Regions from separate parts of the Mus musculus genome. Here region 1 is linked to region 2. A link is a contact called in public promoter capture Hi-C data. All regions are on one chromosome and are shown on one strand. Each heading gives the region's core, a stretch centred on a gene start, on an enhancer-like site or on the middle of the called end of the contact. The rest is flanking DNA. Distances are from core to core; before and after follow the strand shown.

Region 1 (6,668 bases), core at 3,338-5,837, 3.1 Mb after region 2:
GTCAATCCTTTGTGGTCCTCTTCATGTACAGATGCCACTCTGTAAAAGCAACACATGTGTAGACAGACCTGTGCTCATTAGAGGGAGCAGCTCTTTATATTTGGCCAGCATGACAGCGTCCACCCATCTGGGGATTTTTGTCTTCTGGGACTCTTTGAGGAAGGCTACCTGACGGTTTATGGTCTTTTACCATAACTCCAGGGCTGAGTAGTCTGTGTGCTGACAGCCAAGGGAAAGGGGCCAGACTTCATTATATCCACAGAGAAAAGGCTAGAGGTAGGATGTGAGCCTGGAGATGGTTACAAATAGATTTTACAAACATGTGTGGAGAATAGGATTTCTTACTGCCCTGTGTGGTCTTGGTAGGGCTTTCAGGAAGATGGCCCCTTCCTTCCCTCTCGGGGACTTAGAGAATCTAATTTTCAGTGCTAGGGATAAATAAAGGGTACATTAAGGAATGAGTTGTCACTTCTGTGAGTTTGAGGCAGGCTTGTACTACATGACAGGTTCCAGGACTACATAGTGGGATCAAGAGAACAAGGGAGCTAGAACAGCAGATGGTCCATCGGGTTAAAGCACTTGCTGGGCAAACCTGACATGCTGAGTTCAGTCCCCACATCTGATGGCAGGAGAAAGGACACCACCACCTGCCCCGCCCCGCCCCCACCTGAGTTGTTCGTTGGCTTCCGCTACTCAACTAGCATCTGCACTTACAGACACCAATTACACATAATAATTGTAACTTTAAGGAAATGTAGAATACTTTAGATACTCCTTCTAACTTTATTCTTATGAAAATTGGTCATCAGGTGGTCAAAAGCAGAAGAGATATTAAAGGTTGGGTGTGGGTGACAGAAAGAAACTGTCCTGAGAAGGAGGAAGGAGGATAAAGAAACTGTTGGCCTGGTGTCTGTCTAAGATGTCTTGAAATCTGTTCAGCTTGCCTGAGTGCCTAGGTATTCCAGAAGCAAGTTCCTGGCTAGTCTAGTTCCATTTTATAATGTTACTTGTAGATAAATTACAATATTTATCTTCCTATCTGACCCTGCTTTCTGTATTTATTTCAACATCCTAATTTACCTAAAGAATAGTCACTATTCATTTATTTGGGGGGGGGCGGTATGGGAGACTGGCCTCTACTCTTTCATTATGAAAATAATTTTACAAAATAAAGGATAGTGAGAGTTACACGCAGCCTCATTGCAAATTCTCTGCTCACTGATATTTATGATACATCTTTATACAGTTGTGGTGTCTACATACTTATCTTAATCTTATTTTCTACTTTAATGAGAACATCTATTTGTCATAGTAGACCAATATAAAGCATTTCATCTTAATTATCGATCTTGAGCCCTTCTGACTTAATTGATTCTAATATTCATAGGAAGCAGGGTTCATCTGTATCCATTTTGTCACTGTGAACCATGTGTTTCACTTCCTTCTCAAATGACACCCCACCATCCTCCATAACTGTGCCCCACCAAAGTTTATGACGTAAAGGCTATAGAGTGAGTCCTCCCAAGTCATCCTAAGGGTTTTTCCTGTTGTCTGATTTTTGGAGACAGGGTATTGTGTAACCCAGCTGACCTTCAACTCCCTGGTTAGGCAAAGATGGCCTTGAACTTCTGATTCTCCTGCCTCTACCTCCTGAGTTCTGGGATTCTAGGTATGTGTCACCATTACTGGCTTTCACCATAAATAAAAGGGGGGGGAGGGGCTGTGGAGATGGCTCAGTGGTTAAGAGCACCAGTTCACCTTCCAGAGGACCTGGGTTCAATTCCCAGCACCCACACAGCAGCTCCCAACTGTCTATAACTCCAGTTGCAAGGGATCTGATGTGCTCACCCAGGTACACTAAACACCAAGGCACATAAACAAGATTAGGGGTTTGGAGAGATGATAGGAAGGCAGGACACTTGCACCAAGCATGATGCCCTGATTCAATTCCTAGGGCTCATGGGGTGGAACAGAACTCCCATTCATGTGCACAGAGTGTGTACAATGCACTCAAACACGCGCAAACAAAAGTAATGTAGAAAAATACTCGGGGGCGGCAAGATGGTTCAGCAGGTAAGGGTGCTTGCTATGCAAATCTGATGATGACTTCAAGATGGAAGGAGATGGACTGAGTCCTGAAAATCATCCCGAGCTCCAAACACAAATATGTCTACACTCATATACATACACACCATAGGCACAAACCAGTAATAGATATTTTAGAAGAAGATGAACTATCAGGTGTTCATCTGAAGCACACCTCGTTCATTGATATGCCTGGCAGTAACCGCATCATGTGGACTAGAAGTAATTTCCTTTGCTTCAACAATAGGAAGCTAGGGCTGGAGAGATGGCTTAGCAGTTAAGAGCACTGACTGCTCTGCCAGAGGTTCTGAGTTCAAATCCCAGCAACCACAGGGTGGCTCACAACCATCTGTAATGGGATCTGATGCTTTCTTCTAGTGTGTGAGAACAGCTGCAGTGTACTCATATAAGTAAAAAAATTAAAAAAAAGGAAGCTTGTCAAACCGAGTCAACGTTTTAAACGTTTAAGTAACTCTTTTTCTGGTGCCCACGGTTGCTGCTTAACGTGTTTTAGAACTTCACCTGATAAAGTGCCGGACAAGAAGCACCTGGAGACAGGAGTAGCTAGGCTTTCAAACTGCCCTATGCGAACAAACTCCTTTCTAAAATATTATTATTGGGTCAGAGATACTGCTCGGTGACAACAGTTCTGGCTTAACTCTAAAAGTCCCGGGTTTAATCATCAGCAACGCAAGACTACTGTAAGAACGTTTTCAAAGTATAGACAGTATGCATTGTCACGAGTCGCAGCTGCTGCAAACCCACCAGAGGGCGCTCGTTCTCCGTCGAGTTAATCCCTAGCCTCTCATTAGTGACTGCATCTTTCAGAACCAGGGAGTCTTTCACTTTTAAAGCACAAATGCTTCCCAAGAACTTCCTTAGCAGTCGGTCTCGGGCGGGGGGTGGGGGTGGGGGTGGGGAGTACAGAGACAGAAGACACAGTGATTCCTACTAGAGGCGCGAAGACTAACAGTAAACGCCGGCAACGATTAAGATGGAAAGCGTGTCTAGGACCCTGACGCTGGGGATTTTGATAGTGGCTCCTAGGGCTGAAAGCTCACAGTTCCTCATTTAGACCTGGACAGCTCCCACTCTACATCGGGCAACGATCACCGCCCCCAGTTACAGCTAGGGACCTCCCCTAGAGTGTCTCCATTCCTCCACCAGGCAAGCCCTCCTCGCGCCTTTTCCAAAACATCCTGCAATTCTCGCTTCACTTCTGCTCCCAGGCCAACAGTTAACGCGTCCTCCAACCAAGGGATTGCCTAGCACCACCATCGGAATCTGCCTGCCCTCGTTCTTTCCTGGCTTAAAAGCCGCGGGCTTTTCCTTTTCTAGCTTGCCGTTGGGATTCTCGCGACAATCCCGAAACCTCGCGTGAAATTCGCTTCCCGTCTCCTCGGAGTTTGGGATTGCCTGTGTACAGCTCTCTTCTACCTTGTCGGAACCCCTCTGATCAGAGGCAGCGTCTCTGCTGACTGAACGCTCCTTTGAGGAGGGCTCGGCCAAAGTCAGAACTGCGCGGTGACTGCAGTGCTTCTTCCTCGCAGGGTAGAGCGGAGCCGCCGCAGGCCGCGGACGCACGCGCAGTCAGAACCTCTGACGCCTTCTGGGCGGGGCCTATATAAGCCCCACCCTTCCCTTGCCTAAAAGCCCGGTTTCCTTCTGCTCCTCCTCCTCCTAGGAGCTTGGATTGCGGTTTTTGGAAGCTGTTTGGGGGCCGGCGGGGGCGGGGCCTGCCATTCTCGGGGTGGTGGGCGGGCCTCCGGGGATGCTTTGCTTCCTGCCCCTAACCCAAAAGTGCCACCGTGGCGTTGGCGGAGGTCTCCAGACTGAACACTTTTGGCCCCGACATGCTCGAATTTTGCAACCTGTAATCCGGAGCCCAGAGACGCCCTATGGGGAGTCACCCGCCGGCCTTGCTGCGGCCGCTAGTCAGTTCCGACCTCTAATCACCAGGCTCCTCCGCGGGTTCAAGCACCTGCCCTATATTGGGAGGGAGGTAGCCAGATGTGGATGGCAGCTGGAAAAGCTTATAGTCTAGTCTGCGCCCCAGTGGAGAGACTGGGTGAACACAGCTGCAAACCGTGCCCAGAGGAAGCTGGCCCCGAGCCTGGCCTCCAGAAACGCCCATAGTGTTGAAGTCAATTTTACATTGAGTAAAATTTCTTAGCCTTTCCTTCTTTCTATATTGTAGCTGTTTGCCGCTCTCCAGACCTAAATCAGATGAGACAGGACCTGAGGCTCAGCCAACAGTTTGAGCTCCTCGGCCATTCCACCCCTATTCTCTTCTCATAGCCTTTGCTTTCCCAGTGGCGGCGTCTGGTTACGCGGCTCTGTACACTCATTGTGACTTTGGGCTAGGGTCGAAGTGAAAGGCCCAGGAGGGTCCTTGTGAGACTGGATAAAATTATCGGCCTCGGGGCCAGGGAAGAAGGCGGGTATTCGACATCTGGGGGCGGGGAGAAGAGGCGGAGGAGTTTCTCTTTGAATCTTAAGTCTGTGGGCTGCCAGCGATCCCCTGACAGAAGCAGGGGTGGCCTGCGGGTCTGGCTGGCCGTGCATGCGACTCTTCGTTCCCTACCGTTTTTTTTTTTTTTTTTTTTTTAGGTTGGAAATCCCAGCTGTTAAGGGCCTAGTCCAAGGCACTAGGTGAGTCGCTGGTATGTCCCCAGCACCATCACCCCAACCTGAAGTTTTTACATCAAGTGTAGTTTTATCTATCTCTGGGGCAAAGATGCATCAGAGTTGGGTGGTTTCTGGAGGTGATGCTGGTGTGTGTGTGCGCGCGCGCGTGCATATATGTATGCATGTGTGTGTGTGTATACGCGTATGTCTGTGTATGGGTGTGTGCATCCCTGCATGGGTGTTAGTGATCATTCCCCGATACACTCTCTCTTTATTCCCTAGTCCCCAAGACCAGCTTAATCAATTACCAACTGGCATAAACCCCTGGGAATCACCAGGCTTCTTTGTTAGGGCTTCTAGTTGGCTACAGGGTAGCAGAGGATAGAATCAAGCTTTTATACAGCCTTGACTTTATCTCTGACCTCCAGACCTGGCTTCCCTCTCCTGGCAGGGTGCCACCTACGCGCCGATGCCCCGAGTGTTCACAGGGCTTCCAGCTAACTATGCTGCACCTACCTTGGCGCTGTCCTTGCTACTACCATTATTGCTGGTGGTGTGGACCCAGCTACCCGTTAGCGCGAGGCCGTCCACAGGCCCCGATTACCTGCGGCGAGGCTGGCTGCGGCTGCTAGCCGAGGGCGAGGGTTGTGCTCCCTGCCGGCCAGAAGAGTGCGCTGCGCCGCGGGGATGCCTAGCAGGCCGGGTGCGGGATGCGTGCGGCTGCTGCTGGGAATGCGCAAACCTGGAGGGCCAGCTCTGCGATCTGGACCCCAGCGCTAACTTCTACGGGCGCTGCGGCGAGCAGCTCGAGTGCAGGCTGGACGCGGGCGGTGACCTGAGTCGAGGAGAGGTGCCGGAGCCGCTGTGTGTCTGCCGCTCGCAGCGCCCGCTCTGTGGTTCGGACGGCCGAACCTACGCGCAGATCTGTCGCCTGCAGGAGGCCGCCCGCGCTCGGCTGGACGCTAACCTCACTGTGGTGCATCCGGGGCCCTGCGAATCGGGTACGCAAGTCCAGGGCTTTTAGTACCAGGAACCCTGGCTCCCCAAAGGCACTACTCCCGGATCCCCGACAGCGTTGCTCTGTGGTCAGCAGAATGAATAGTTGAGGGAGACCATGAGCCTCAAAGGCTGCCAACTAAAAAGCAGGTTGAGATTTGTTGCCAGGTTTGAGGTGCCTAAGAGCTCTATCCAGGCAGGTCCTTGCAGGGACTGGCCTCCGAAGGAACAGGCACATAGCCAATAGCTGGGTCTGAACTGAAAGGACCCCCCTTCACCCAAAACTTTGCGTAGACTGCTGGAGCCCTGTGAGATGCATCCTGTTAACCCTGGCTCCCGCCTATCAGTTTTCTCACGCATTTAGGAATTAGAGAAGGGAAGATAGCTTCTTGCCTCTCTTGTCCCTCATCCTTTGGGTTGGGGTTGGGGATGTTCAAGCTTGTGGTTTTCGTTTGGCCACCCACACTTCCTCAGCTTTTACCTACTCTATAGTCTGGCTAGGCTGGAGTTGCAGTGGAAATAAATGCACTAGCAGGGGCGGGGGGGGGGGTCCCAACAGTTTTCTGCCGTGCAACAAGGAGGTTTCAGGTTCCCCTGCTGCGGTGTTTTTCCCACCTCCTCCCTCTCGGAGCCCAGATCCTGTCGTATTCTCACGACATTTGGAATGTGGCTGCTCTTCAAGCCTTTGGGAACTGGGCCTAGTTAGAAAAGGGGGAAGGAGGGAGGGAGGTGTTGGTTACACGACCCGCAGGAAAGGGGCCCTTGGGTAGAATGAGGGCAGCGGAGCAGTCCAGGACAGAGCATGTTTATCTAGCTAAGCTGTGGGTCTGTAGGCAACGTCTGTGTAATGGACACTGCTCTCTGTGCCTGTGCACCTCCGAACTTGGCTGTTGTGCCCTTGTGTGCATCCCCCCTACTTTTGTACGTCTCCTGGCTTGTGGCATATTTTGTTTGCAGAT
Region 2 (6,833 bases), core at 988-3,487:
TTGACATAACAAAAAAAGGTATTTTATGAAAAAATAAGAAGGCAGTTATTTAAGCTGTCTTTTAAAGATGTGTTATGCATCCATAAAATCCAAAATTATTATTCCCAGAGTGCACAAATGTGGAAGAACAATTACAGATAACATTAATATAGTAACATCTATCTTGGTATGGGGGTGGGTTTAAGTATATCTAAGCTTCTGTGAAAACAACGGTCCTGATATATAGTTCACCGGATCTAAAGTTTACCCCCCAAACAAACCAAAAGCAAACACTAGTCAATGAGGAGCTCGATAAAGAAGTTAGAGATTAATGTATTGATCTCTGCAGTTTAAATGGGTAGGTTTGTGACAATTCAAATTAAAGAAAAAAATGTTAGTGATAGGCTCTAAGTAGTGAGTCTATGATCTTTAAAAAAAAATTTAAGTTGGGCAGGGGTAGTGCATGCCCGTCATCCCAGCATTTGGGAGGGGGATTTAGATCTTTGAGTCCAAGACCAGCCTGGTCTACAGAGTTTCAGGATAGCCAGGGCAACACAGAGAGAGCCTGTCTCAAAAGACAATACACAAACAGATAAATAACTAAAAATTAAAATTCTTTAGATTTTGTTAAATGCTGTGAAATCTCCATAGTAAAATCTGGGGGGAAATGGCATTGATAATAACCCATAACAGACTATACTTGATTAAGTTGTAAAATGTTATAAGCTTAAGTGCAAGTACCAGGGGCTTTATTTTCTTTCTGAGATTGGGGCTCACACTGTAGCTGAGGCTGGCCTAGAACTCACTAGCAAACTTGCCACCCCCCTGCCAAATCCTGGAACTAAAGGAATGCACTACCAAGCCCAGCCAATAGCAGGCATTTTTGCCCCTTGATGCTCTGGAACCATATATTTACCTCTTACAACACAGTTCTTTCTCTCACTAATTATAATAGTTTGATGGCCATAGATAGTATCTTATTTGTATTTCTGTCCTCAATTCTTTTCATGCTGGGTAAAAAATACGTGCTCAGAAATAATAGAATGGCAGAGAATGTGGACTATTGCTAAGGACCAACATATATTTCTAGCAGTTCATTTCTCACATATTCTAAAAATTAATCTGTTCAATTTGCTAAAGAAACTTCTTCACCCATAAACTTCCAAACATAATTTTTAAAAACCCGCATCTATATCCATTTTTTATTCTATTTCTTAAACCCGACACTGAAGGCCTAACATTCAACATTCAGAAAGAATTCTAAAGAGGCACCCTGGATTTGTTCAAATCCTGGATAAACTCGGAACTGAGAGATTCCTGAAATTGGAACTCTGGGAAGAAGGATAAAAAAATGGGACATTAAAAAGTTATAAATCTAATTTATCAAAAAGCCTATTTGGGGCTGGAGAGATAGCTCAACAATTAAGAGGACAGACTGCTCTTGAAGAGGTCCTGAGTTTAATTCCCAGCAACCATATGATGGCTCACAATCATCTATAATGGGATCCGATGTCCTCTCCTGGTGTGTCTGACAGCGTACTCACATACTATATATATATATATATTCTTTTTTTTAAAGCCTACTAAGACACATAAGTGAATCTTTAAAGACACTAGTCATCTACACGCCCACCGACCTAGAGCCAGACTGGCTCCTCCCCTCCTCCATCCAATTACAACCACTCAAACAGCTGGAGCGCACGCTACTTCCAGGAAGGCAAGAGGCCGGAGCGTAACCCTTGGAACCCAGACCTTCTCACCTAACACTCCGCAAACAACGCGGTCCTGCGGTGCAAGCACCAGGTTTGGACCAGAACACCCGAGTCCAAGTCCCAGCTCCACTTCCGGACTCGTCTGTGCCTTGCACAAGTCTATTACTCTCGGAGAAATGTAATGATTCTCTATGGACCACAGCGAGATGCGGAATGTAAAGAAAGCTTTAAGGAAGATGCAAGCGACTCTCCAACTTGTTAGGGCAGTAGCGCTCCCAGCGGGGGCAGAGCGGCCAGAGGACCAATCACAATCACCTCTCCCTTCACTCCCTTCCCGCCGCGCGCGGGTGCTGAGGCCGCTCCCTGCGGTCCGGCCCCTGCAGAAGCCTCGCGGCGTTGTTTGCCATACCTGCAGCCACCTGGTCAGCGGGCCCCTCCTGTTGACCCATGACGAAGTCTTGCACGAGGCCACACAGGGCGCCCATAGGCGCCACTGCCTCCTCCAGACCGGTGGCGGCAGCCATGACGCTAGCCAGAGATTGTGGGAGGGGGAAGTGGGTGTGGCTACGAGATGTGTCTCTCCGCGCACGCGCCTCCATGGCCAATAGTTGGGCGCAGACTTCAGGGGCGGGGCACCTCCAGGTCACGTGCCTGCCGGCTCTGGGCCAGGCAGTCCCTTCAGGGACCTAACGGCCCCTCCCCAGAGGGCGGGGCCTGGGCCGGGGCGCGGCTCCGGGAGGGGAAGTGACTGCCGGGCACGCAGCCGGGGCGGTTGAGGGCGCATAATTCCCGGCCGCTCTCCCCGGGAGACGGGCGACAGGGCGGGCACCTGGCTGGGTGGGGCCGAGGGGCGGTACGCATCCTGGGAAAAGCCAATGAGAAAACCAGACCCGGCCCGAGGGGCGGTGCCGTCGGTCACATGCGCACCTGGGGCGGCTGGCGACCGTGGCGCGGCCACCCCAAGCGGGAGGAAGGGAGCGGGGCCGGGCCGGGGCGGGGTTAGGCAGGTGAGTGACAGGCTCCGGGGGGCCGGCCCCAGCTGGGAGCTCGGAGTGATCCTGGAGTAGCTGCGGCGGTGTCCGCCCCCTCCCTCCGCCCCTCCAGCCGGGCTGGTCTCTGGCCGGGCACTGTCGCGGGCCCCCCTGGCCTGGCCACCTCCCTCTCCGCTGGCCCGCAAAGTTTGTGGCGAAGCCGGCGTCGGGCAGAGCGCTCCCCAGGGGAGATCCAGGAGCTCTCGATGTCGGGCTGCGGGAGTCGTTGACCCGGGGACGCCGCGGTTCGGGGCAGCAGCGTGGAGCAGCCGGCCGACCGCCGCCTCTGGTGCATGGGGGACCGGCTGAGAAGCCAGCATGGGCAACTGCGTGGGGAGACAGCGCCGGGAGAGGCCGGCTGCTCCGGGACACCCCCGCAAGCGAGCAGGTAACGCCAGGAAAGGCAGCGGGGTCCCGGCGCGCTGCCAGTTGGCCCTTGCCTTGCCCGAACCTTGGGGTTCCCGAGCGACCTCGCTCGGCGCCGGGCGCTTGGGTTCCCCCACGGCTTCTCGGAGCCAGACGGGGCCCTCCCCGGCGCGGGCTGTCTGGGAAGCGAGTTGGGGTAACTGCGAGCGCTGACCCGGCCGGGAGGCCAACTCGCTCCCACCGGGAAGCTGGGGATGGGGGCGGGGGCAGGAAATGTTTCCAGACCGCGACGAGGCTGGCGGAGGGGGCCAAGCGAGTGCGCCGCGGATCTGGCAGCCCCGGCCAGGGTCGGCCGGCGGCCGGCCGGGGCGCGGCGTGGGCAGCCTGCGTCCCCAGAAGTCGGAGCGATCGAGGCGAACACAGTCGCTCATTCCAGCGAGTCACTGTGTCATTATCGGGCTGCAGGTCGTTGTCTGCGGGAATCCGACTTGTAAAAAGCAGTGCAGGACCATGGAAAATAGAAATCTTTATTTCCTCCCACCTCTCCACACGGCTTTTTGGAGCCTCGGTGGCTGTCTGGGAGTCTAGGAAAGGTGGGGTGCGGGGTGAGCGTCGCCTTCGTGTTTGTTAGGAGCGTTCTCAGCTCTTGGAATGGGATCCCTCTCAGCCATGAGAATGGGATCTGCTCTCTGGCAATCTTCGAAGCTCCAGTAGCGCGGTCTCACTTTCTTGGTACACCAGCCCTGTCCTGGCGCTTCGTTTGAGGGTCATTTCCCTGTCTTGTACTCTCTTCTCTGGGGGTGTTGCAAAGAACTTATGCAAATGATAAACTGTGGCGCGCAAAAAGACCTTCAACACTGGACTGAATTTCCAGATCTACCTCTCTTTTATGTAAAAACACAGATCCAGAGAGGTTGGGCAGCTTCCCCTAAGTCACACAGTGAGTTAGAAGTGCAACTGAGGTTGGAATCCGGTCTCTTCCCCCTTGTTACCACATACCCCTTTATGTAAGAGGAGCCACAGGCGCAGTTGTTAATGAAGTGGAAACTCTAGTTGGAGTTTCCTGTCTGCTTTGACACTGAAGGTGTGTTGTTTTGCTTGTGTAAACTGGGAAGGAAGATGGGGAGAAGCACAGGGGAAGCTGGGAAGGATGTGTGTGTGTGTGTGCTGGACAGGATGACTTGTGCAAGCAGAAACGTTTTTATGGGAGGATGGAGTAAAACTTACAAATTCCTTTTGAAAGCAACCCTGGCCTTTCTTCTGACCAAGGACTTTTGTTCGTTCATTCATTCATTCATTTATATCATTCATACATTTGATCAAGCAGAAAGCAAATAATTTTGATTTCTTGTATGCTCCATCCTTGATCTTGCCTCGTGTTTTTATGGTTGACTACCCTTTCCTACCTCAGTCTCCGAACTGCTTTCTATCTCTGCTATCCTTATCCTGGTTTCCTTTCTCTATCATTATTTTTTTCCAGTTTTGAGGGTCAGGAGTTTACAGAAGCATTCTGCCATTGAATTGCATCTCTATCCTCCGATTTTCCTTTTCAATTTCTCTTGCCCACCCTCACCTGTTATACACCAGTGGCTCAGTCTGACAATCTGGGTTTCCTCATGACACTCCCTCCCAGAGATAGCTTACTTAGTTGCACAACTCTTTGTCCATCAGGAAGACCCCTGTCTCTTAGTTACCAGCTTGATTCCCAGACCCCCATGTCTAGGCAGACATCAGTACTGTGGATATCCTGGGGCTCAACCCATCCACAACAGGTTCTGCACATCTCTACCCGCTGTCCTGTACTCTGCTGACTTGTCCTCAGCTTTCTGTCAGCTCGTCACAGGAGCCTGCTAGTTCTTCCATCAGAGTCATTGTGTCTTACAGACATGCCCTTTCCCAAACCATCTCAAGCCCGGCTATTCCCCCAGGCTGCAGTGAGCTCCAGGGAGGGCAAGCTCACCATCAGTCATTCATCTCATACCTGCATACACTCCATCTAGAAGCCACTGTGTGTCCAGACTGCAGTTATTTTTGTTCAGTACCTTCTACCTCTACAAGGCCTTTAACTTTCAAGACTGGGCAAGTCTGGCCTGGTCCTTTTAGAACCCGATTGCTTCCTCTTCCTTGACATTAAGGCCAGTAATGTTTTCATACCTTTTCCACTTTAGGAGAGTCTTTCTTCAGATTACACCTCAAACCCCAAATGCATCCATCCATCCTATTTGCCTTCATTTCTTTTCTTTTGAGACAGGACATTTGCAATATAATGAAAACAGACTGGCCTAGAACTCCCTATGTACCTAGTATAGCCATGTACCCTAGCTTGGCCTTGAACTCTCTCCAGCCTCGAGTGCTGGGATTATAGGAGTCTACCACCACATCCTACCTTTTGTTTGTTTGTTTGCTTGTTTGTTTATTTGGTTTTTTTGAGACAGGGTTTCTCTGTATAGCCCTGGCTGTCCTGGAACTCACTTTGTAGACCAGGCTGGCCTCAAACTCAGAAATCCGCCTGCTTCTACCTCCTGAGTGCTGGGATTAAAGGCGTGCACCACCACACCCGGCTAATTTTTTTTTTTAAATCAGCACACAAGATGGGTTTAGTTTTTGACATTTTCATATATCTACATCACATACTCTGCTCATACCCATATCCCCTTGAAGCAGCCTGCTCAGCAGGCCCCCATCCCCAGCAGAAAGGTGGCTTCTGAGAACTCCTGCAGACACTTAGCAGTGCCATGGTGCCACTTTGTTAACAATTATCTGTTCTATATTATTAGTCATGTCTTTGAAGTTCACAGTCCTCTATCGGCAGCCGACGCTGTAAGCCTGAAGACCTGGCTTCTGTCTTTCCTTGTGTGTTGGTCTGTTTCTGTCCCTCACTTGCTCGCTCACTCACTCACACAACTATGTACACACAGTCAGCACTGAGCACAGTGGCTCCTACCAAGGAAGCCCTCAGCACTTGTTACTGTAGAAAGCTACCCTGACTTCATCCTGCCACTTTAATCTTTTATGCAAACATTTTGCTGAAGTATATTACTCTCAACTTTTTTTTAGCCTGCTAGTAAATGGTCCTTTTAATTCTGTGGACCCTACTATGAATAGTTTTATTCATAAAGTCCAAAGCCAAGGGCTACTCTGATGGATGACAGATTTGGTGCAAGGGGAGGGATCCCTCTTAACGTCACAGCATGCACTTGGCACCCTGTAGTATCTGTGGCTTTACCTTTTGACAGGGACACAGTTTCATGTTGTCAGACTGATGCCTCGAACTAGGAGGTGGCACAGAGGTAGACTCCTGGCCTATAACGTATAACTGAACCCCCAACACTGAGTTTAGGGTGTACCTGACCCTTCCCCATAACTGAACCCTAACTTTTGCTTTCTTTTGTCATGAGTGGGATGAACCCCTGAACAGAGCAGGTCAGGTCACTTGGCACCAAACCTGACAACCTGCGTTTAATCCTTGAGATCCACATAATAGAAAGAGAGGACAGCCTCCTGAGTGTTCTTCTTTGACTTCCACACTCATGTCTGAGACAGAGTGTATATGCCTCTGTGTGTGTGTGTGTGTGTGTGTGTGTGTGTGTGTGTGTGTGTGTGTGTGTGTGCACGCGCGGAGAGGTAGGACACGGTGATACACATTGTGAATCCTAGTACTCTGGATGCAGAGGCAGGAGGATCTGTGAGTTTGAGGCCAGCCTTGTCTACATATTAAGGTTTGGGCCAGCCAGGGATACATGAT

Evidence for each region. Promoter capture Hi-C pulls out the DNA fragments that hold promoters and counts their contacts.
Region 1: a promoter capture Hi-C map of pre-B cells shows a contact between it and region 2, with 2.9 times the contacts expected there. The contact joins the promoter of Kazald1 here to the promoter of Mms19 in region 2. A contact is called at or near these places in 2 of 39 promoter capture datasets (cranial neural crest and pre-B cells).

The regions. Positions count from the first base shown.
Region 1 is chr19:45,071,500-45,078,167 of GRCm38.p6, forward strand. It overlaps Kazald1 (Kazal-type serine peptidase inhibitor domain 1), which reads left to right and starts at 4,588. Exons shown (of 5, transcript NM_178929.5): 1 at 4,588-4,737; 2 at 5,165-5,714. The coding sequence starts at 5,183. It overlaps Gm35782 (a long non-coding RNA gene), which reads right to left and starts at 3,610. Exons shown (of 4, transcript XR_877888.1): 1 at 3,523-3,610.
Region 2 is chr19:41,978,899-41,985,731 of GRCm38.p6, forward strand. Mms19 (MMS19 cytosolic iron-sulfur assembly component) reads right to left here and starts at 2,238. Exons shown (of 31, transcript NM_028152.3): 1 at 2,101-2,238. The coding sequence starts at 2,215. Ubtd1 (ubiquitin domain containing 1) reads left to right here and starts at 2,865. Exons shown (of 3, transcript NM_145500.3): 1 at 2,865-3,110. The coding sequence starts at 3,041.